7 separate regions of the Mus musculus genome follow, and regions 1, 3, 4, 5, 6 and 7 are each linked to region 2. The links are chromatin contacts, called in public ChIA-PET, Hi-C and HiChIP or PLAC-seq maps. All regions are on one chromosome and are shown on one strand. The core of a region is the stretch at or near the end of the contact, and the rest is flanking DNA. Distances in the headings are between cores, read along the strand shown. Region 1 has its middle 53 kb from the start of Gm46240. Region 2 holds the start of Btg1 (BTG anti-proliferation factor 1). Region 3 has its middle 72 kb from the start of Gm33897. Region 4 has its middle 79 kb from the start of Gm46240. Region 5 has its middle 30 kb from the start of Gm46240. Region 6 has its middle 89 kb from the start of Gm33782. Region 7 has its middle 130 kb from the start of Gm33782.

Region 1 (3,202 bases), core at 686-3,185, 230 kb before region 2:
CGAAGGCAGTGGTTCTCAATCTTCCTCATGTTGCGACCCTTTAATCCAGTTCCTCATCTTGTGGTGACCCCTAACCATAAAATTATTTTCCTTGATACTTCATAACTGTTATTTTACTCCTTTTATGAATCGTAATGTAAATATTTGATGTGCAGAATATCTGATGTGAACCCCTTTTGAACGGGCCGTTCAAGTACCAAATATGTCACAACCCACAGGTTGAGAGCTGCTGAACTGAAGACATTGCATACAGTATGCAAGCACTCCTCACTGTGTTGTGTCCCAATCTTTTGGTGACCTTATTTGTATCCCACTGTCAAAAGAGACAGAGGTAGAGATGATACAGGCAACAAACTATAATTATCAGTGAGAGACCATTTCTATTTGGAAAACATATGTATCAAGAAACTAAAAATTCTGCTAATAATAACAATCATTGAGCTTGGTGGCACACAATATTAAACCCAGCAGAGAGATAGAGGTATGTGGATGTCTGTAAGTTTAAGACCAGCCAGCATGGTCTACATAGTGAATTCCAGGCCAGCCAGGCTACATAGATGCTAATAACATTTGATTTTTCTTCCTGATAATAATTATCTAACAATGAGAAATATACATGGGGAAAAAAAGGGCAAAACTTTCTTCTTGTTTCTAAAAGAAGGAGAGAGAAGGAAATTTTGTATCCAGTGCACAGAGGAAAACACTAGATTGAATAATTCATAAGTGGTAAAGAATGTGAGAAGCATTCATGTGTGCAAGTATGTTTCTCAAGCCAGAAATGCCTGGCTTAACAAATCCAGGTCTTAGTCTTGTAATAGCAAAAAAAAAAAAAAAAAAAAGATGAGCAAAGAAAATCTGGCAGTAGTTGAACTTACCACTTGCAAGGAGAGTGGCCACAAAAGCCAGATGGCAACCGCTCTTGATGGGGCTGGAGGTGTGGTTCTATGGTGGAACACTTGCCTAGCATGAGCTGGACATAGGTCCAAGCCCTCCAAGCTAAAATAAAAAAGAAAGGAAGGGAAGAAGGAAGGAGGGAGGGAGGGAGGAAGGAGGGAGGGGCGAGCAGACTGAAGGAAAGAAAAAAGAAAGACAGAAAGACAGATGACAGACAGAAACAAAAAAACAAAGAAGTATGATCGATAGGTGGGTGGGTGGGCAGATGGATGGATGGACGAATGGACAGATGGATAGATAGATAGATAGATAGATAGATAGATAGATAGATAGATAGACAGACAGACAGATGGATAGATAGGCAAACAAGCATCCTAATAATTAGGGGAGTATTTGTTTACAGCATTAGTACATAGCCAAACACAGAAAAAAAGTACTTGTTATGGAAGTTTGAGAAATCAAGTCTGGACTATATTAGCTAACCTTTAATCAGTCATTCTGCTTAAACATAAATGAGAAGAGACTTGTTTTCAGGTCACCCCTGGGGGGACGTTCATATCTTCAGTTTGTCACAGTAGTCATCTACATAATTCTCTTCCCAACCATTTGTTTCCTAAGAAGGATTTTCTGATTTGTCACACATGTCCTCATTCATTGGTGCAGTGCCCTGGCAGACCAGAGATTCCAAACTTGTCCAGGAAAGGCTTTCATAATTCATCATGCATACCACTCTGCCTTGGCACCAATAGCCATGGCTCTATCCAAGTGCATGCTCTCGGGCATTCATGGTTGACTAAAAGGACCAGATTTCTGATGAACTAATGTAGGACAAAGGCAAAGAGGCTGAGCAACACGGGTCCTGTGGTTGAGGTGGAGAAGAAATAAAAAGAGGAAGAGAGAGAATATGAGAGAGGGGACCAAGGGATGAAGCCAGGAGTAAGTGGGGGATGCTCCTCTTGATGGTGTATAAGAGAAGAATGTGTGGTGATGGTGATGCTAGGTGAAGAAAGCTGCTCCCTGCAGTGAGACAAGATTCTGCCAGAAGAGTGCTGAGAGGCTTGTGAGGGAAGAAGGAAGGAGGACAGGAAGAGCGGGGAAGGAGAACCTGGTGAGAGAACAAATGTGCCAGGACCGATTTTTTTTTTTTTTTTGAAAGTGTGCTACCAGCCAGAGAACACAGGAAGTTCATGTTGAGGACCATCCTTGAAGTAGGGCATGTGCTGACCTTGGCTTTGGCAAGGCTGAGGGAGACAGAGAGGAGTATAGTGGACAGGGGACGATGCTTGGATTCAGGCTATGTCAAGGCTCTTTGCAAGGGTCAATTTGTCTCGGAACAGTTTTCCTGTTTCCACCGTGGTGGAAAGGACTTCAGCAGTGAGCCCTCCGGATTTAAAATTGAGATTTTCTCTGTTGAAGTGTTTCACCTTACAAAGATAGAGCACAGTCGTGAGAATGGAGTGTGCCCGACTATTGTTACAGTCTAAGTATTCAGTCAGCCTTCTTCTCCTGCTGAATATTCAAATTGGAAGACTATGCGGGACAAAGAGAAAAATAAATGCATTTCTGATTAGAAAATGCAAATGAGTTCCTGCATTCTGCTTAAATCCCTCCAACACACCCTTTAGTTCTGTGCTTTCATTACCATCTAACTAGGAACTTATGTATTTTGTGTGAGTCTCTTCAATTTTTCTTAAAAAAAAAAAAAAACCTTCAGCCTGAAGGTGAAAGAAATGCAAATGAAAGCTACTCGATAACAATGGGTCCATGGAACTGGCAAAAATCCCAAAACAGCAACAATGTTTCAAGTTGATCAAATGGTAACAATAGAAACCCTCCCATCTCCGTGGCCTTATAAAGAAACATCAAAGTTTAGGAGGAAAACTTGGAAATTAATTATCCCAAGTATTTTAGCTTATTGACCATATACCACTTAGATAGATGTACAAATGATAAAACACATTTGAGTAAAAATATCACTATCATAAATAGTATCAGGGCAAAGAACAGGGAATGTTTAAAATGCCCCCCATCAGGGAACTGGCTTTTTAAATTAGGGTCCATCTTTTCAACAAAAACCCCCAGAGGCCCTTAAAGAGTTCTGCTCGGTATATTAGATAGTCGTGTACTAGAACTATAACGTGTTTATTATAACACATTTTAGTCAAAGTATCAATGATAGACTAGACACCAGCGATATTTTATAAGGATCGTCCATGCAAGGACAACATTTGAAGAGGACCATAGCAAATTGTAAGCTGTGGACATCCCCCAGGCAGTGGCAGAAATGGGAGGGAGACTTTTGCTTTTT
Region 2 (2,769 bases), core at 230-2,729:
CCTCTCCAATCCGGTAGGACACTTCGTAGGGGTCAACCCAGAGTGTGAGTTCACTTGGGAGAAGCCTGAACAACTCCTGACTGCTCAGTCCAATCCGCTGGGCTGCCTGTCCAATCAGAGGATCCATCTTATGGTTGATGCGAATACAACGGTAACCTGATCCCTTGCACGGCTTTTCTGGGAACCAGTGATGTTTGTAATGTTCTGTGGAAGAAAAGAACAGAGAAACAATGCTCAGGACGGTAGTCAACGCAGCCGTACCGTAGCGTACTTTCCTCCTCCTGCTGCTAGCTTCTTAGCGAAGCGAAAATGAAAACCACCAACTTTCACAAATGTCCGGGACCGAATTCGCTGTCGTGAGACAGAATAGAGAAAGCAAAGACACTGTGGCAAACACTGTCCGGGTACTGACCGGTTGAGCCGCCAAAACAGGAATCCCGCGCGCAGCCCTGGATGGCCAACTAGCTGGATGGCACAGGCAAGCGGGCGGGAACCTGTTTACTTTCTCCACCCCAACGGGGTCCCATACAATAGACTTTATGGAACTGGTGGGGGGTGGGGGCAAGACAACGCCACTATGGCCAGTTAACCCCAAAGGGAAGAAAACCCAAGAAACCTTAAACCAAGATCTGGGTTGGGTTGTAATTGTACCGGTGACAAATCCGATGATTAATGGGCAAGAGGCACAGGAGGTGCGGAGACCTGGCACGTCCGTCCCGGGCCGGCTCCGAAACACAGAGGCGACAAGCCACCCAGGGGCTCAGCCGCAGACTCTCGCAACGGTCGCGGCGACCCGGCAGAGGAGACCGACGGGACTCCGGGCCCTGGGTCTTTTGTCCCCCGCGACCGGCCGGTAGCCGTCGGGGCGCAGCTCCGCGTCGCCCCGCTTCGGATCCTTTGTTGTGCGTGTCGCGGCGCCCCGCCGCCCAGCTCCCCCCCCCTCCCCCAGCCACGACCGGGACGCGCCCGTTAGTGGCGACCCGCGACGGTCCCCGCGCCCCGCTCACCTGCCAGCAGCTCCTGCAGGCTCTGGCTGAAAGTCTGCAGCTGTCGCTCGCTCGTGAGCCCCTTGGTGCGGAGGAACTTGGAGATGAAGGACACCGCGGCGGCGATCTCGCCTATCATGGTGGCGGCCCGGGTGTAGAAGGGATGCATGGGGGCGGCGGCCGGGGGTGGCCCGGGGCGGCCGGGGCTCGGCCCCGACGGCGAAGCGGCCACCCCGGGCTCTCGCCCAGACCCGACGGCCGAGAGGAAGCGAGGGCGCGAGGCGCGGACGGCTACTGGTTCTAGGGGATTTTTTTTCTTTCCTTTAGAGTAAAAAAGTTATTTTCAAGCCAGGAGGCGGCAGGAGAGACAGAGAGAGACGAGCGATGGCGGCCTGGTCACATCGCTCGGACCTCCCCAGCCGCCTCCGCCTCCAGCTCGGTAGCCTCCGAGGATCCCGAGAGTTGCATTTCCAGCTCCGAGGGGCGAAGAGCTGCCGCCGCCGTGCAGCTCATTTTATAGGGCTGCGGAAAGGAAGTGGCGTACCCGGGGCGTGAGGGCGGACGCCAGCCAATCCGGAGATCGCACCATTGTGACGCAGGCAGATTCGGGGCTGGAGGGGGCGGGAGAAAGGCCGCCAGGGGGCGTGCCCAGAGGCCGGGATGAGAGGGAGGAGCTGACGTAATCTGCTTGTAAACAAATAAACCCCCCGAGTGGCAGCCTGAGACTCCGGAGCGGTGGAGGGCGGAGAAAGAAGCCAAGGAGGCGCGTGTGAAAGCTCCGCCCCCGAGCTAGCTCCGCCCCCGGTTCGGGCCAGCGGGGACCCTCCAGTCCCCGAGCGGGCTCCGGGTTCCTCACTTACTGCGGTGTGGCTGGAACCTCAGGACTGAGGTTCGGTCTCCGCAGCCCCAGTCCTTTGCGTACCCCATGTTTACATCTGAGCCCAGTTCCAGCCGGCTTGGCTGGCAGCCCTGGCGGGAGGAGCGTGCGGTGGCGGAGACTAAGGCTCCGCTAGGGAATGGAAGGAAGGACTCGCTCCCTGGAGCTATCCTGCGGCTTAATCCAAGCCATTGCCCCTAGGGTTTGCAGAACCCCGGGGGGCTGGGGGGGGGGAGAAGATGAGCCTTGAAACTCATAAAAATCTGCATATGTATTTTAGAAAGGCACAACAAATTCGTTTTTCTAGTTCAAGTGATGTCAGAACTTTAGAGTTGTGCTGCTGTTGACACATAAGATAAAACTTTAAGCTTGTCGAGAGTGTTAAGCATAGACACCCATATTTACTGGCAAAGACGGTTGTAAACAGCCTAGAAAAAAAGGAAAGCATGAGCCTGCTAAAACTATTAGACCCAAAATAGGGTTAACCCAACTCTCTTAAAGTAGGAGAAGGGAGAGAAAACAATGAAGTCCAGGCAGGAAGAAGAAAGCAAACAAGAGGCAGAAGTTGAACTCTACCAGATGGAAATAAATATTTAGAGTTTAGTTGGTCATCAGATGCAATACACACCACTTTAAAATATATATATGTGTGTGTGTGTGTGTGTGTGTGTGTGTGTGTGTGTGTGTGTATGGAGCTAGAGGAGAAACAAGAGGATAATTGGTTCTGAAATTAATTTGAAAAGGTGACCTATACATCATTTATCATTAATATACAATACTTAAGTACCCACATATTATCTAAAGATAATGTTAGAAAGCACTTCAGAAAGTATCAAGTTTTTTTTTATAATAAACTGAATCAAAAAATAACATCTTTGTGCATGTGTGTGTGTGCGTGTGCGTGTG
Region 3 (3,122 bases), core at 553-3,052, 170 kb before region 2:
CATTTCATGCATCTTCCATCAACAGTCTCATCTTTAAAAATGAATGTAAGAAGCAGGGAAAGTTGCTATTGTCTCTTTTGAAAAATGAAAATGCCTAATTTTCATACTGCTGTGGCACGGTTCAAGCTAATGATGTGCTAATGTGGTATCAGAGTGGTAACTCCTGCAGATCCAATGGCCTCATCAGGAAGCTGACCTCACAATAGTGTTGCTAGCATGTTAGATTTGACTCGATTTCCATAAGTAAATGGAATCTGAGACTCATTGCATGTTAATCACATAGTTTAGTATGTCCCGTATTTATTTTGAATAAGCATTGCATTCTCAAATAAGAATTATGTGCAGGAAGATGGGCCAGAATTTGATGGAGAAACCGGTGGGTACCCACTTCTTTTGGCTCCCGTGATGAATAGAGATTTTGAAGCCTATAGAAAATGAGAGCAGATGTGGGTAATGACATAATTTGTTATTTATGAATGCAGGTTTTCTCTGAAGATTGAGGAATTATCATGAAAACTATTCACTGAACCTCAAAAAAAATCAATAAATATTAATATCAGAATGCAAATGTTTTCACTATCATTTAAAATGTGAAGAGTATTTACCCATTTATGCCTCTGAACAATTCAGAGTGCCCTGAATGCTTATTGACTGTATGTCATTGCATGGTTCAGAGCAGTTCTCTGAACTGCTTAAAACTCTCAGCAAATCAGGAAGAGCACATTCGAAAAAGATAAGGCTGCACATTGTCCTCTTGCCCCTGTCACTCGTGGAAAGCGCCCTGGAGTGCAATCAGGAAACCTGGGCTTCGATATTTAAACACCATGTGACTCCAAGTAGCTTTCTCAAATATGAGCTACATTTTCCAAACCTATTAAATGAGAATAAAGGCACCACCCTCAAAGGGATATTTGAAGATAAACTGACATCAGAACCCACAGTATACATTACTATTTTAAACCCAATTAAGAATTAAGGATCTCCCCCCAAAAGTAGTAATTATCAACAAGATTATCTGAGAGTTCTTTTTTTGGTGGATATGAATTTGATGACATCATCCACATGAAAAGGAAATGGCAGGTCATCCATATATATACATATATATATATAGACATATATATTCAAATATTTCTAGTTATGATAATTATATAATTGTATAGGGTATAACTAAAAATTTCTCTATATACACAACAATTATGGGACATTGATTTAGTCTTTGATACTATGAGTGCTGAACAATTGATTGAGTTACCAGAGTGGTATGAATTTAAGAATGTCTCCCATAGACTCAAGTATTTGAATACTTAGTTTGCAGCTGGTATCAGTGTTGGGGAAGGCTATATAACCCTCTTTAGGGGGAGTCCTTCTGAATGAAGGATATCACTGAGGGTAAGGTTTGAGAGCTCAGAGCCACTTACAGCCTGTTCTCTCTAGTTCATGTTTGGGCTTAAAGATAGGATTTCTCAGCTTCCTGCTTCTGCTGACTGACATGTCTGCCTCTTACTGATAAACCTTCCTACCATGGTCCATTCTTAAACCCCCCGGAACCATAAACCAAAATAAATTCTTCCACAAGTTGTCACAAAAACAAAAACACAAAACCCTAATACAGTCATTAAATTTATTAAACCAGTAAAATTGATAGTTCACATCTGTTACAGTCTTATGAAGATTCATCTGTCCCTTTCTGGAACTGGCGAATAAATCATTGAACAAAAGCTCACCAGCTCAATACACAGTTCAAACAGCATTATACAGGAAACCTTCTCAAGTGTCTTGTAATCACCTGCCTAACGCTCTGTGGTGCCACAGGCAGGCGCAGGAAGTGGTTACAAGTAATCAAGCTCTAACTTTACGACTTTAACCAACTCAGCGGCTCTGTTTGCATGGCTTTCAAACAGCAGCATTTTGCCTAAGATTCCATTCACACAAGAGAATGCAGTGGTTAGTTCTTAACTGTCACCTTGACACAACCTAGAGTCACTGGGGATGTGTCTCAGTGAGGAATTGTCTAAGTGACCTGGGCTTATGGGCATAACCCTGAGGATTGAATTATGTATCAAGGGATAGGAAAATACCCAACCTAAAAGAGAAGCACATCGTTCCCTGAGCATCCATTCTCTCTGTGCTATTGACTGTGGGGGTGACGAGCAGCTTCAAGTTCACACCTTGACTTCCCCAAAACGATGATCTGGGACTTGAAACTTTAAGCTAAATAGACCTTTGCTCCCTTAAGTTGTTCAGACAGAATGTTTTATTCCAACAACAAGAAACAAAATCTAGACAGACAATTTGATTACTATAAAGGCACTTGAATTAATCATGGTTGGTGGTGCATTCTTACAATCCCAACATTCAGGAGGTGGAAGCAAAATAATCACCAGATCAAAACCCCTCAGCTCCAGATTGAGAGCCTTTCTCAGACAACCCAAAGGAGAAACATCTCACCTTGATGATTCCACCTTCGACAGTTCAAAGATGAGGAAGCTGTAGCCCAGAGACCACAGTACCTAAGGTAACAGTCAGCTACTTAATGAAGAGCACCACTAAGTTCTCTAGACTCTTAGTTGTCGTTATTTCTCCCATCATGATAATAATATCCATCTCCCTGTCATGTGCTGCACATCAAACACCAAGCCACACATTCCACCTGTATTTTTTTTTATACGCGGAAAACTCTTTAAGAATTCTACCAGTTTGATGAAGAAGTTCAAGGATGTTAAGCAACTTGAACAAGCCTACATTCGATTTCAGCCTAACACAAAATGTGTTTAAGCTGGAGGTTTCGTGTTGGCCATGAAAACAACAAGCCATCACAAAGCCCGTGAATAACTGAGTGTGTATTATATAATTAGTGGCCAGATTTTGCCATGCTTTTCATGTTCACTTTCTCAGAATTGAGACACAAGGACTATGAACATAGAGAAACCAAGTGAAATCTTTATTTCAGAACTGTTTTCCTCTCTCTGAACTGTAATCACATCTAATTTTATGTTGATTCTATATGTTATTATTGGGATAAGCTTGTGGCTTTTCTACTGTCTGATAGATCATGTTATTAAACACATTCATTTATTTCCTGGCTCAGGTGGTATAATGTGTACTCTGCAGATGAAATCTGT
Region 4 (3,222 bases), core at 272-2,771, 210 kb before region 2:
AGTGGTCTGAGGATAGGAAGAAGCCAAGGATCTGAGAAAGGGAAGCTCCAAGAATCCATATCTGATATCACCAGGGCATGGATAAGGCTGTCAACATCATTGGAAAACTTAAACATCCCAGAAGACCTAGCTAATATAGTCCGTACAGATACAGCAAAGGCGAACGCCACCCAGAGGTAATAACGACCAAGCTTGTGCATTCCAATGGCATGACTTCCGGGAAGGCTGAGGGGGTTCAGACCTGAAACAGCTCCCTGCTTATCCTCATAGGTGATTTGACTTTAAATGACTTTAGGCTCCAAAAGGAACTACAAGTTTGAATTCCCTGTTGTGATTCAAGCCAGAAAAGAACATATTACCTTTCAATGACAGGTTTAAGAGGTTTTCAAGCTCAGCAGAAACAGTGTCACTGGAGCCAAGCAGAACTCAGCCATAGACAGTGCGAATCTGTATTTCTGAACAGCTGACGTGTGGCTATTTCAAAAACCTTACACCAATAATCTTCTGTGTAGATGCCCTGACACGCTGCTCTCGGAACTTTCCAGAACTGACTCATAATTAGCCATCATGGTCTGTTCAACCAAGAAGGAGGGATAACTTTATCTCACTTTAAGAATCTGAGTTGATGTTCTTCCTTATCATGTAAATGTCTTTAATGAGTCACTTATTGATATAAACACTTTGTATGGTGTTCTTAGGATTTGCCCAAACCCATCCTTCCTCGTAACTCGTTAGAATGTAAAATTGTTGAACCACTAGAGAAAAAACAAAGTTTCATGGTTCCCTCACTAAAGTTAAACAAGGATCTTTTTTTTTTTCCCGAACCATATGACCCTCCAATTCCACTCCTAGTCACACCAAAAATCATTGGAAACAGATGTTCAAATAAAACCTAGGGCACAAACAGCCATAACAGCAACTTTCAGGGTAATAACCTGCAGGTGGAAATGACCCTAATGCACATCAACAGATGAATGGATATAAAAAAAAAATGTGGCCTGCCCACACAGTAGAATATTATTCAACTACTAAAAGGAAGGAATGCATGAAGGAGGTGCATGCCACAGACAAATCAACTGGAACTCATACCTCACATGAATGAAGCAGACACAAAAAGTTGGAGGTTGTATAGTTTAATGTATTTGAAATTTTCAAAATAGGCAGATCTATAAAGATGGCAAGATTAGGGGTTTCCAGGAACTAGGGCAAAGGAGGAGTTAAAATTGATTGCTTAGTGAATAACAAGCTTGTAAAGAAACAAACAGTTCCAGAAGCAATTGTGGGGGGGAGATACCACCACAATTTCCTGCATGTGTTTATTGCCTCTGACTTCTTACAATGGTGAAAAATGACAAGCCTTGCCTGTCACTTTATACAATGAATGGATACCTATCTTATTTCCCAAGAACCTCTCTTGGGCCCATGGAAATTTTTCTGCAGTACTAACTGAAATGGGTCAACGGTTTTCCCTCGTGGGAAGGAACCCAAGTCTCTGATTGCACCGAGCAAAACTGGTCAGCTGTTTTACAAGGAAAACAGCTGGCACTGAAGCCTGTGCTCTTTAAAGAGCTGCTAGCTGAGCCTCTTCCCCAGGGTGAATTCAAGCTGAAGAGCTGTGATTCTGAGCCAGGTTTGCGTGGGCCACACCCAGCTACTAATAAGTTGTTCCCAACTCTACAGGCCTCATCTTAATAACTAGCTCTTCTCCTACCTTGGAAGTTCCCATAATCATGTGGCCACTCAAATGAGAAGAGCAGAAACCACTGACAATTTGGAGACGAGACAGAGTCCAGAAAAGGAAGCAAAGTCATGAAAATATAAATTTAGCTTGAGGTGTTCCATGAACACAAGGCAGAGGCTTAGAATTGGGGCTTGTTCTAAATGTCCAAACGGAGAAAATAGTGGTGTCTCTGGAACAGAGCCATGTGGGTAAAGCAGTTTCTAGAGCAGAGGCCAGACTCTGGTGTCCTGGATACATGGGAATTTATGACAATATTTGAAAACTTTTGCAACTTATGAGGAGACTTTGGCCTAGCTGGAGACAACTAGTCAGATGAACTGTCTGTGACCTAAAGATGACAAAGCAAGCTGCAAGTAGAGAAAGTTGGAAGTGACAGTTTCCTCTGTCCTGGAAATGCCAGTTAGGAATACTAGCTTTTAAGGTAGAGGTCAGTCTTGAGACACCAGGAGAAAAGGGAAGGTAGGCAGGAGCCAAGCCTTGTAATAATAATAATAATAATAATAATAATAATAATAATAACAATAACAATAACAATAATAATAACTCAAAGTCTTGATGTGACAGTTTTAAGCAGGAAAAATTACATCGTATGATTTAGGTTAATGAAATACTATTCTCTGGTGGCACTGCAGAAGATGGACAGGCGGAAGGAATCTTGGAGCAAAACCAGGAACATTGCCAGGGCAATAGTGACTCTCAAATGTTGCTGGTACAGACCAATGAGGATAAGAATGTAATCTAGGCAATTCTATTCTGTTGGATAAAATGTAGGGAAGGGGAGCACATGGCGGAGTAAAGACTTACTTCTAGTTCAAGCCAAAGGTCATAGCGTCTGATATGTTCTGCTACGATAAACAAAGCCAGTGTACGCCCTGTAGAACGTCTAGTGAGGTTTGCCCAGTGGTTGCCTCTAAGGTCATATTAACCATCCAGATGTGCTAGTCCAGATGTGCTAGTCCAGATGTGCTGGTGGCATATATTCAGTTTCTTCTTCCTTTAAAATTTTCTCACTTTTATTTTATCCAACATATAAAAGCATGTGGGAACGAGTTTCCATACTGTGCATTAATCCGCGACTACATTGTGTGATGTGTGATGTTTAGATCCGTTTTAATGCATCTTCTCAAACATTGGTCATTTCTTGATGATGAGAAGCTTCAAACTTGCTTTGTGCAGTGTTTCGAAATGCTCGGCCTAGTGCAAACACAGCCACCCTCCCAGTGGGTCTTACACCCATACAACTAACCATAACATGGGTTTCCTATATCTCTGCCTATGTAAAGAGTAGGTAGCACACTAGATTGTGTGTCTTGACGGGCAGTGAGGCATAACATTTATTCTTATATGCATTGGCCCTTCTCTTCTGTGTGGTTGCATATTGTTTGTCTGTCTTGCTGCTTTGTGAAATCTGGTGACTGACACCTGGAAAACTTTGGGCATCCTTCAACATTCTTGGCACTTGCTGTCTGTACCTTGGACTA
Region 5 (2,965 bases), core at 1-2,500, 250 kb before region 2:
GAGAGAGAGAGAGAGAGAGAGATTAAGAGAGCGAGTGAGAGAGAGAGAGAGAGTTTTCTTCCATCACAGTTTCAACAGAATTTTACCAACAACCACATAAACTCCAGAAATTATAAGAACAAAATTATAATCCCATCTAGGTGTGGCACATGCCAGGAACACCAGAACTCGGGGGTTTTCAGGATGGAGAATGAGGTTTGCACCTACAGAATAAGTTTGAAGCCAACCTGGGCTACCGGAGACACTGCAAAGCACACTTGACTGTCCATTGTTTCGGGGTCACTGACTGTGCAGCCTGCAGGCTAGATTAGAAAATGAATGAATACCTTTCTCCTTCTCTTCTCATTCCTTCCATTGTTCCAAGAGCTCTAGCCCTTTCTCTTTTCTCAGTTTTCTTGTTTTAAACATTCAGCGATGGTGCTCTTCAAAGACTCTTCCCTTTACCTGAAACCTCTCATCATTTTTGATGTTCATTGAGTATATTGCAGCGTCCAGCCCAGCATAGCTCTTCCTCTCCCAGAGCCTTGTCTAATTAACACAGTGGAGTCCAGTCCTCCCTGTTAAGTATTTCCTCCTCTCTGTTCTCTTTCCATCTACCGCTTCATGAGTTATAACATTATGTATGTATCTTATATGTACATATATATATATATTACTGTATTATGTTATATTATGATATATTGTAATAACTGTTTTTATATCCCTTAAACTAAGACATTGATCACTACTCAGCAGCCTCTCAGCCACTCTGTAAGTAGTTATGGGCTCATGTGCATACTGCTCCTCACTAAAATACTCCTGGGATTTAGTCAGTATTTATCCTCAGAGCCTTATATAGCTGCTATACAATGAATTAGGCATGTTTCCTGTCTGTCTCAGAGGAGAAAAAGTTGCACACCACCAAAACATACAAGAACATGGCCTCTGTCTCATGTGGTCTGTCGGTGAGTCACAGGGCTCAGACTTATGAAGGCTCGGAAACCTGGATTCCTCATCTTTTTCCTCCCTACTGTGTATCTGAAGGAACAATATCTTTCCATCTTTACCAAGGAGGCCAGGATAAGAAAGGAAGGTGGAGCTTCTTATCTTTCAGGTAGTTCGGATGACCGACATTCCCAAGAAGCCATTACTGTTTGTGAGCCAACCATCACATGAAATATCTGAAAAGATCAGAGGAAAGGGCAGGCCACAGATGGGGTGGGGTTGTTGACCCTGCATGTGGCTGCCTTGCGCTGTGAGTCAGACACCCACATCCTGTCCACTCTGGCTCACTCTTGTTCTCGTTTTAAGAGCTCTATCAAAGAGATGAAGCCTTACGCCTTCAGAAGGCTTCTGTTACTTTTTGGCAAAAAGAAAATATATGTGTGCATTCTGTAGAAGTCTACCAAATGTGGGTCTCTCTCTTTCTCTCTTTCTCTCTCTCTCTCTTTCTCTCTCTCTCTCTCTCTCTCTCTCACACACACACACACACACACACACACACATACACAAACACAGGCTTGGAAGCCTGGGCCACAGAACAAACAGTAACTCCACACACTAAGTCATTTGGTATTAATTAAACACTGTTCTCTTTAAAGAAATGGCATCTATTTAGTTTGAGCCAATACCATTCAAATAAACTTACAAAGAATTATAAAGTATTTATTAATATTAACCTTGACTTTAATTTTAAACCAATTAGACATTTTGTTCTGGCTGATTCTCTGAGCTTACAAAAGTTTATATTGCAGGATATAAAGTTCTGATTATGTTTGACATCGCTCCTTGTTTTTAAACTTTATCCATTTGCATTCTCAGGTTAAAAAAATAATCAGACAACTGTCTCAATGTAGTTCTTCATATTTACTCTTTTTTTTTTCCAATTGCAGTTCTGGAAGGGAGGAGGGAAAAAGAAAGAGAGTTTTAAAAAGAGGAATTAAGTTAAGGCTCAGGAGAAATCTATTCTGTTATTCCAGTTTGAAATATTTATTCTTTTCATGTGGCTGTCAATCAATTACGGACAACATTTGATAGCTCCCTGGGTATCTTAAATAAGAGTCACAGACAAACATCGCACTTGGAAGCCATCTCACAGGAAGACTTAAGGACATGCTTCTTGGCCTCTGCTGAATTTGTTGGAGCTATGTCGCTTGGCGCTCATGTGGCTTCCCAACAATACCTCCATCTTGACAAGATGAAAGGCTCTGGTGTTCCTAATCTACTGTAGGCATCTGCTAGTTCTGCCTCTTCATTTCATCTTACCTTCTTCTCCAGTCTAGTTTAGTTATTTTTCTCACCTCACATCCCCTTTTCATTTAATTTCCCAGAATAAAGACATTGCACCTGAGATTCTCTCTTCTATCTCCCATAATCAGCTTCCAAATGCTGACACCATTGCATACACTAGCAAGATTTTGCTGAAAGGACCCAGATATAGCTGTCTCTTGTGAGACTATGCCGGGGCCTAGCAAACACAGAAGTGGATGCTCACAGTCAGCTATTGGATGGATCACAGTGCCCCCAATGGAGGAGCTAGAGAAAGTACCCAAGGAACTAAAGGGAACTGCAACCCTATAGGTGGAACAACAATATGAACTAACCAGTACCCCGGAGCTCTTGTCTCTAGCTGCATATGTATCAAAAGATGGCCTAGTCGGCCATCACTGCAAAGAGAGGCCCATTGGACTTGCAAACTTTATATGCCTCAGTACAGGGCGACGCCAGGGCCAAAAAGGGGGAGTGGGTGGGTAGGGGATTGTGGAGGTGGGTATGGGGGACTTTTGGGATAGTATTGGAAATGTAAACGAGGAAAATACCTAATTAAAAAAAGAAAAAAAGACATTGCAGAGTTGGAGCTAGAGATCCCATGTACGGTAGTGTCATGCCCCATCAGTTTCACAACGTGTTGCCTCAGTTTCAGTGGGATGCTTAGAAAGCTCCTACTGATTTTCCTCATTAAATACAATGAGAAAGATACTTTGTA
Region 6 (3,161 bases), core at 98-2,597, 220 kb after region 2:
AACTACCGCAGCTCTTCAGACAAGAGGAAGATGGCTAGTGCTTAAGATTTCTGTCCATCTGTTCCTTGGAAATGTTGTCATATATAAATGAAAGGACCACTCGGGTCTTCCCCTGCCTGTGACATTGGCACCAGGACACGCCCTCTGCACAATGGCTCTTGTTGAAGGCAGAGCCCCCAGGAAACCTGTCACCCCAAACAACTGTCACATTCTGTTGCGATCAGTCATAGAAAGAATGGCAGTGCCCTCCCCACCAGCACTGGGGATGGGTTGATGGTCACAAGACTGAAAAGACCTTGCCTTGTCTGCCAACAACAGGGGTCTGTGCAGCTGCCCGGCCCAGGCAGCTGGGGCTGCTGGAGGGTCTTCCCGCCCACTTCCTGTGTCTGGCTTTGATTTCTTGAAGGGCAGATGGTCTTACTCCAGTATCCTCCCGGTTAAGCCAGACAAAAACAAGTCCAAAGCTGCCCTTGCCTGTCTGTCGCTCCTCCGGCTTTGTGTCACCCTATTCTGAGGTATCTGCATCCAGGTCTTTCTGTTTTAGAAAGCTCTGGTAGGGAAGCAAAGACCAGGAGGCAAAATGTGTAGATAATAAAAGAGAACTCCAAATAATTTTTGCTTGGAAATAACATATTGGAAGGCAGGTCTTCTTTTGTTGCTATTTGTTCTTTTGAGGTAGGCTCTCCTGTGGCTCAGGCTAGCCTCAAACGTGCTCTGTAGCTAAGGATAACCTTGAATTTACAACCCTCCCATCTCCACCTCCTGCTTGTTGGGGATTACTGATCGGTGTCTCCATGCCCAGTGTATGAAACGCTAGGGATCCAGACTCACCTGAGTCTGGCCTGCGGGACTGGGGTGGGGCCTGAGCATTGGGAGTTTGAGGAGCTGCCCCAGTTACTCTAATCTGCAGCAGAGCTAGAGAATCTGATCCCAGCTAAGGGTTTTCAAAGTTGACTGAGCATCAAAAGCCATGAGGGGGAGACTAGGAAAGCTGAGAGCACTCAGTGCCCTTCCCACCTTGAAATTGAGTTGTGCTGGAGCCTGGGTATATGCAGTTTCCTCCCTCCCTCCCATCGTCCCTCTCTTGTTTCCCCCCTATTCTTCCCTCCCTCTTTCTCTTCCCTTCCAAGGATTTCATTGGTGTCTTTTATCGCTAATACGTTGTCTTGTTTTTCCTGGTAAATTTTTTTCATAGTTAACAACCACATCTGTTGGTGGCACGTAACATGATGGCTTGCTGTACGCACAGGTTGTGGAATGGCTCCATTGAGCTCCTTCACATGTGTGCTGTCTCAAGCTTGCCTTTCTCCTTTCTCACCAGCACCCGCCCACACCTTCAGTCCCTCCCTAAGCTGCGGTCCTAAGTCACATGCTGAACTGTCTGACTTCAGACTTCACCAGCCCCATTCCCTCAAGCTTGGTGCAATGCACGGCTGTTAACTAATTTGCATGTCTCTTTTTCACAGTAAAATCTAACTAGCTCCTTTAGAAAGAAAAAAAAAAACCAAAACCAACCAACAACAACAACAATACCATCTTTCTCTGGTTTTTCTGCATTATATGGCAGATGTTCAATTACTGGTTGTGCATTGAGTAAATCAGGGTTGGTTTTGACAGTGAAAGACAAGCACGCAGGAAAGGTCCAGCCATCTATGGCATCTGATCTAATAACAGCCCCGCATTTCAGAGCATTCGTCTAGAGGAGGAGTTTCTGTGTCTTGGGATGTGGTGGGAGGGCTGGCATGGCAAAGCACTCGTCAGAACACCAGAATAAAAAAGGCTTTATGCATAAGCAGATTGTATGACATTACATCAACAACTCTCCTTTTAAAACTGGCATTTAATGAGTATCTCTATCAATAAAGGCCTTTTAAGAGCTCTCCATAAAATGTTGTGAAAAACGAGAACGTTTAAAATCCAGGCCAACAATGAGCCCCATTCACACGGCTTCCTCACACGCTTTCTCCAGTGTCCTGGGCTCAAACAGCCTCACTTATTCTCCGCCGGCGAAGTTGGCACATGCTAACCATATTGATTGTCTGATTACAAATAGAGCCCGTGGCAATGAGGGCTTACAAGAGGAACCCATTTGTCCCTCTGGGTTATACATGGATGTCAGACTTAATACACGTTCAACCACAGAGCAATGGAACCAGGTAGGAAAGTGTGATTCCCAGGGAAATTAGACTCCTGGGGTGAACAATAACTTCGTTGTTTCACGGGAACCTTTCGGAGCCATTCCAAAGAGATGTTTAAACAAGGGTTTACTAATCCTTACTAATTTCTAAAGTAGCTACTCTCCAGGAAGAACGGGCTGTCTCTTGTTCTTCATTGATCGATAGAACATTTAACAGCAACAATGTGAGGTTATACAGCCAGAGCTCTTTTGGAGTCTAAAACCCAGAACTGGCAATGAGATATTTTGGCAGAGGGATAGAATTTGCATGGGAGTAGGGAGTCAGTTGCTTTTATTTCTGTGGCCTTCTGCTCAGATGACCACTGAAAGGCAGGTTTGTCCCTGTGATGCAGAAACCAGTCCCTGGAACGGTACCCTGGTGCTATCATTAACGATATCAGGGAAAACCTGATATGAGAGCTCCTTTGAGTTTCTGGTCAAAATGGTTTCACTGTAGCTCCGTGCCTCTCCACGCCTCTGTTTCCTACCATTGGGTTGGATTTTCCGATTTGAAAAATGTCAAGATACTTGGATGTTGACTTTTTAAATCTAGTCTATCACTGTGGAACTGCGTTCCACGCCACTGTTGGCAAATGACCAATGGGTTGGATGTGATCCAGTTAGAGTTTCTATAGGTTGTGCTTGGCTTTCCTTTTTAACAATCAAAGGTGGGGAGATACTCTGGAGGCGGGGGGGGGGGGGGAGCTCCAACCACTCAGAGGAGAAGGGGTTTGAGGGGAGGAACTATGTGTGTGTGTGGGGGGGGGACAGGGAGGAGGGGGCAGCAATAGGGATGTGAATAAGGTGAATAAACAAATTAATTAATGGGAAAAAGAAAAGCAAAATTTACTTAAAATAAAATTTATTGATTATGCAGTTGGAATTTAGAGCCCCGACTGTTGTCAAGCAGAAACAAGTCCCTGCAGGGGTCCACTGTGTATCTGTGGTTGATTTATTGGTTAGTTGATTCTTATATTAGCACCAC
Region 7 (2,745 bases), core at 117-2,616, 180 kb after region 2:
CCTTCCTTCCTTCCTTCCTTCCCCCTTTCTCTCTCCTTCCTTGTTCTTCTCTCCCATTTCTCTTCCTAACCAGGGTTTCACACATGATAAACACACACTATTGTACTTTCTACCTTACAGAATCAACATTTCTCGCTTCTACATTTCGGTGAGAACAAGTGGCCTTTGGCCTCCATGCCTCGCTCATTTCACTTGATTTAATGTCCTTTCATTCCCTCTAGAAAGTACCAATTTTGTAACACATGTAAAGAAATATGTTACTTATTTTCATTCCTCCTAAAAAACAATGTGAGGTTCTGTTGTGATGCTCAGTAGACACAGCTGTCACACATAGGGTTGGACTGGATTCTTGCCATTACTGTGAAGATCTGATCCTGTGATGCTGGTCAACAAATATTTCTATGGTAACATCTTTTTCTGAATTAGAAAGGGGATGTATACGAGTATATAATAATATAATTAAAAGATAATATGAATGTAATAATATTATAAATAAGATAATTAGACCTTATTTCACTTTCATGTTACTTTTCAAGAAAAAAAGTTTAAAGATATAGGCATTTAGTAATATTTTAAAGATCTATATATCTAGTAATATTTTAAAGAAATACCTTAAAACATTAATGTTGACATATTTGAATTGGCATTTTCTTAGAGAACACAATCTAATTTATAAATCTGAACCATGAAGAACTCAGTAGATAATTATAATCTTGAAGGCGTTTCAAATGTACCTTAATGGGACTCCGTCAGCCAACCAACCAGAGGCCATGTTTAAATTTTTAAACAGTGCATTAAATAATTAAGCAGCATAACAAATTATGTTTTGGGTAGTTGTCACAGCCTAATTTTTTGAGTACTCTCAAAAAAGAAAAAAAAAAGTATATATAAAAGGTTCATTAGAGATTCTCTGAAGCCCCAAACACTAATGCTAGGCATGTGACACTCCCAAGAGGAAACAGGGCTCAAGTTCTCTGCTGGAAATAGATTAAATAGAAGCCCAACCAGAGATTGCCACTGAAGTCTTTGAGGACACACCCCAAACATTTTCAGACTTCCATGGCTGACAAAAGCAGCTTTCTCCTTTTACAAGGACTTTCCCTGCTTGTATGAATACCTTTGTTTAACTGAGTCAATGATTGGAGTCTCTAACCTGCCTTGCTATGGCACACTTTCTCATGACTTTAAAAGACCAAACCAGGGGCTGCAGGAAAGCTTGTCGGTCTTCGTATCCCACTTCCCGTCTTTGTTGAACCAAATTCCCTTATCCGACAATTGAAAGAAACTGTTAGATATTTTCCAGTGGTTGCTAGTGTCTGGTGTCATGGTACTTTTTTTTTCTTTCCCTTTCGATGTGTTTGACAAATTTCAAAGTGGCCCTTGTTACTCACTTCCTTCCTGGATTTCACAACTGTATTCCAAAGTGTTAGTCTAGAGTCCAGCATTTATGTGTTATAGATGTTATCACATTCCCTACCGTGAAACCACTTTTTCTTCTGAAAATTTTAAAAACATTATTTTCCACATAGATGACTTCAACCCTACACAATAAAATCACCTTTGCCTGTGATGGTCCAATAGATAAATTCCTATAACAACACAAGACTACGTTTCATATGAATGCCTATAATTGTATGAATTAAAAAAAAAAAGTCTTATTTTGTTTCAAGGCAGAGTCTCGTTAGCCCAGGCTGGCCTTGAACTTGTTATGTAGCTGAGCATGACTTTTAACTCCTTTCCCCATTTCCCATACCTGTAATCACCGTACCCACCTAAACTTGTCTACTTGTTTTAGAAGCTCTGGAGATTGTACTCAGGGACTCATGCATACAGGACAATCACTCTATCAATTGGACTATCAGCCCAGCCCCACCAATTATATTTCTGATGGAATACAATAGTCTGCAGTTCTTTGTTTTAAACTGTAGCTGGCTGGAAGTATAGTCCAAGGGATCTAGAAAGAATTAAATCCAAAATACTTCAGCATCTTTCTGTCCACCAGGCTTGTAGGACCAAGCCTTAGTTAGAGAAACTCTTCAGTCAATACAACTGCATACTCCATTGACCATCACGGCTTAGCCATCTACATGGGCAAGGATGGCAGGGTTTGAAGGAAAAGAGGTCAGTAGACTTGATTTTAAGTTCCAGTGTCACCAGCAGTTGTGTAGTCTTGTGAGAACTGTACCCCTTCTCTGTTGCGGGGTGGGGGTGGGGTGGGGATGGGGTGGGGGGAGAGTACCAGCACTGGGCCCGAGTTCCCAAGCCCCTTGGCGGATTGCTGCCGCCAGCTCCACCCAATGACTGTCTATCCCACAGTCAGCCATCACAACATCCATTTACCTGGTAGAATCAAAACTCTTAAAGCTTATAACTAGCCAATCAGATTTATGTACCATTAAGTTCACAGTTTACAAGATGCCAATACAATAATTTCAGAACCAATTGATAATGATTAAAAGCTCTATCCCAATTATTCTAACCTTATGGTATCATAACTACCTGCAGCTGGTTAAAGCCACACTGGTTCACGTCTGCCTCCATCTTGGCCTTCTCACTTCTCTCCCTCTGAGATGCTCTCTGCCTCTCCAACTCTTAGCTCCACCTCCCTTTTTCATGTCCAATCACAGGCCTCCTGCTGCCCTAATGTAATTGGACAGGGAAAATTCTGCAACACTTCTCCATGCTTCTATTTCAATAAAATACCAACTCTTAGCTCCACCTCCCTTTTTCATGTCCAATCACAGG

Evidence for each region. A called contact is a pair of places that touch in the nucleus more often than the background predicts. ChIA-PET counts read pairs in DNA pulled down with a chosen protein or histone mark. HiChIP or PLAC-seq counts read pairs in DNA pulled down with a chosen protein or histone mark.
Region 1: a contact with region 2 is called in a Hi-C map of cerebellar granule neurons, with 4 times the contacts expected there. The contact joins the enhancer-like site here to the promoter of Btg1 in region 2. A contact is called at or near these places in 2 of 39 promoter capture datasets (the C10 cell line and liver), 9 of 484 Hi-C or Micro-C datasets (brain, cerebellar granule neurons, cerebellum and 4 more), 8 of 115 datasets of contacts at active chromatin or transcription factors (the SCID.adh cell line, bone marrow-derived dendritic cells, craniofacial prominence and 5 more) and 1 of 9 other capture datasets (pancreatic islet).
Region 3: a contact with region 2 is called in an RNA polymerase II ChIA-PET map of memory CD8 T cells, with 1,118 read pairs. The contact joins the enhancer-like site here to the promoter of Btg1 in region 2. A contact is called at or near these places in 2 of 39 promoter capture datasets (hippocampal neurons and neutrophils), 5 of 484 Hi-C or Micro-C datasets (the AML12 cell line, CD4 T cells, double positive thymocytes and 1 more) and 11 of 115 datasets of contacts at active chromatin or transcription factors (the 230-238 cell line, the SCID.adh cell line, double positive thymocytes and 8 more).
Region 4: a contact with region 2 is called in an RNA polymerase II ChIA-PET map of memory CD8 T cells, with 646 read pairs. The contact joins the enhancer-like site here to the promoter of Btg1 in region 2. A contact is called at or near these places in 7 of 39 promoter capture datasets (the 3T3-L1 cell line, 3T3-L1-derived adipocytes, hippocampal neurons and 2 more), 1 of 15 datasets of contacts at CTCF or cohesin (the NIH/3T3 cell line), 28 of 484 Hi-C or Micro-C datasets (3T3-L1-derived adipocytes, the C2C12 cell line, adipose-derived mesenchymal stem cells and 15 more) and 13 of 115 datasets of contacts at active chromatin or transcription factors (the NIH/3T3 cell line, acute myeloid leukemia, bone marrow-derived dendritic cells and 10 more).
Region 5: an HNF4G HiChIP or PLAC-seq map of pancreatic cancer cells shows a contact between it and region 2. The contact joins the enhancer-like site here to the promoter of Btg1 in region 2. A contact is called at or near these places in 4 of 39 promoter capture datasets (the 3T3-L1 cell line, 3T3-L1-derived adipocytes and hippocampal neurons), 1 of 15 datasets of contacts at CTCF or cohesin (the NIH/3T3 cell line), 20 of 484 Hi-C or Micro-C datasets (the AML12 cell line, the C2C12 cell line, the MNK3 cell line and 10 more), 20 of 115 datasets of contacts at active chromatin or transcription factors (the 230-238 cell line, the NIH/3T3 cell line, the SCID.adh cell line and 17 more) and 1 of 9 other capture datasets (adipose tissue).
Region 6: an RNA polymerase II ChIA-PET map of memory CD8 T cells shows a contact between it and region 2, with 3,425 read pairs. The contact joins the enhancer-like site here to the promoter of Btg1 in region 2. A contact is called at or near these places in 9 of 39 promoter capture datasets (the 3T3-L1 cell line, 3T3-L1-derived adipocytes, the C10 cell line and 5 more), 1 of 15 datasets of contacts at CTCF or cohesin (pro-B cells), 25 of 484 Hi-C or Micro-C datasets (B cells, CD4 T cells, CD8 T cells and 14 more), 27 of 115 datasets of contacts at active chromatin or transcription factors (the 230-238 cell line, CD8 T cells, the SCID.adh cell line and 19 more) and 3 of 9 other capture datasets (adipose tissue, liver and macrophages).
Region 7: a contact with region 2 is called in an H3K4me3 HiChIP or PLAC-seq map of bone marrow-derived macrophages, with 2.5 times the contacts expected there. The contact joins the enhancer-like site here to the promoter of Btg1 in region 2. A contact is called at or near these places in 4 of 39 promoter capture datasets (the 3T3-L1 cell line, 3T3-L1-derived adipocytes and the C10 cell line), 2 of 15 datasets of contacts at CTCF or cohesin (CD8 T cells and the NIH/3T3 cell line), 4 of 484 Hi-C or Micro-C datasets (B cells, bone marrow-derived macrophages and nephron progenitors), 9 of 115 datasets of contacts at active chromatin or transcription factors (the 230-238 cell line, CD8 T cells, the SCID.adh cell line and 5 more) and 1 of 9 other capture datasets (adipose tissue).

What each region holds. Positions count from the first base shown.
Region 1 is chr10:96,846,409-96,849,610 of GRCm38.p6, reverse strand. No RefSeq gene overlaps it. Among named protein-coding and RNA genes, the nearest start is that of Gm46240, 53 kb to the left of the region's middle. Within about 2 kb of position 1,935, at least 15 of the 459 cell types and tissues checked have an H3K27ac peak or open chromatin away from gene starts, as enhancers often do. A contact at or near this core is called in cerebellar granule neurons, cerebellum, muscle stem cells and 1 more, where this site is marked.
Region 2 is chr10:96,615,711-96,618,479 of GRCm38.p6, reverse strand. It overlaps Btg1 (BTG anti-proliferation factor 1), which reads right to left and starts at 1,479. Exons shown (of 2, transcript NM_007569.2): 1 at 1,008-1,479; 2 at 1-204. The coding sequence starts at 1,155.
Region 3 is chr10:96,786,096-96,789,217 of GRCm38.p6, reverse strand. No RefSeq gene overlaps it. Among named protein-coding and RNA genes, the nearest start is that of Gm33897, 72 kb to the right of the region's middle. Within about 2 kb of position 1,802, at least 51 of the 459 cell types and tissues checked have an H3K27ac peak or open chromatin away from gene starts, as enhancers often do. A contact at or near this core is called in the SCID.adh cell line, double positive thymocytes, effector CD8 T cells and 2 more, where this site is marked.
Region 4 is chr10:96,820,815-96,824,036 of GRCm38.p6, reverse strand. No RefSeq gene overlaps it. Among named protein-coding and RNA genes, the nearest start is that of Gm46240, 79 kb to the left of the region's middle. Within about 2 kb of position 1,521, at least 60 of the 459 cell types and tissues checked have an H3K27ac peak or open chromatin away from gene starts, as enhancers often do. A contact at or near this core is called in 3T3-L1-derived adipocytes, the C2C12 cell line, beige adipocytes and 5 more, where this site is marked.
Region 5 is chr10:96,869,951-96,872,915 of GRCm38.p6, reverse strand. No RefSeq gene overlaps it. Among named protein-coding and RNA genes, the nearest start is that of Gm46240, 30 kb to the left of the region's middle. Within about 2 kb of position 1,250, at least 84 of the 459 cell types and tissues checked have an H3K27ac peak or open chromatin away from gene starts, as enhancers often do. A contact at or near this core is called in the C2C12 cell line, the MNK3 cell line, the NIH/3T3 cell line and 15 more, where this site is marked.
Region 6 is chr10:96,396,942-96,400,102 of GRCm38.p6, reverse strand. No RefSeq gene overlaps it. Among named protein-coding and RNA genes, the nearest start is that of Gm33782, 89 kb to the right of the region's middle. Within about 2 kb of position 1,347, at least 102 of the 459 cell types and tissues checked have an H3K27ac peak or open chromatin away from gene starts, as enhancers often do. A contact at or near this core is called in B cells, CD8 T cells, Th1 cells and 15 more, where this site is marked.
Region 7 is chr10:96,433,937-96,436,681 of GRCm38.p6, reverse strand. No RefSeq gene overlaps it. Among named protein-coding and RNA genes, the nearest start is that of Gm33782, 130 kb to the right of the region's middle. Within about 2 kb of position 1,366, at least 22 of the 459 cell types and tissues checked have an H3K27ac peak or open chromatin away from gene starts, as enhancers often do. A contact at or near this core is called in adipose tissue, bone marrow-derived macrophages and microglia, where this site is marked.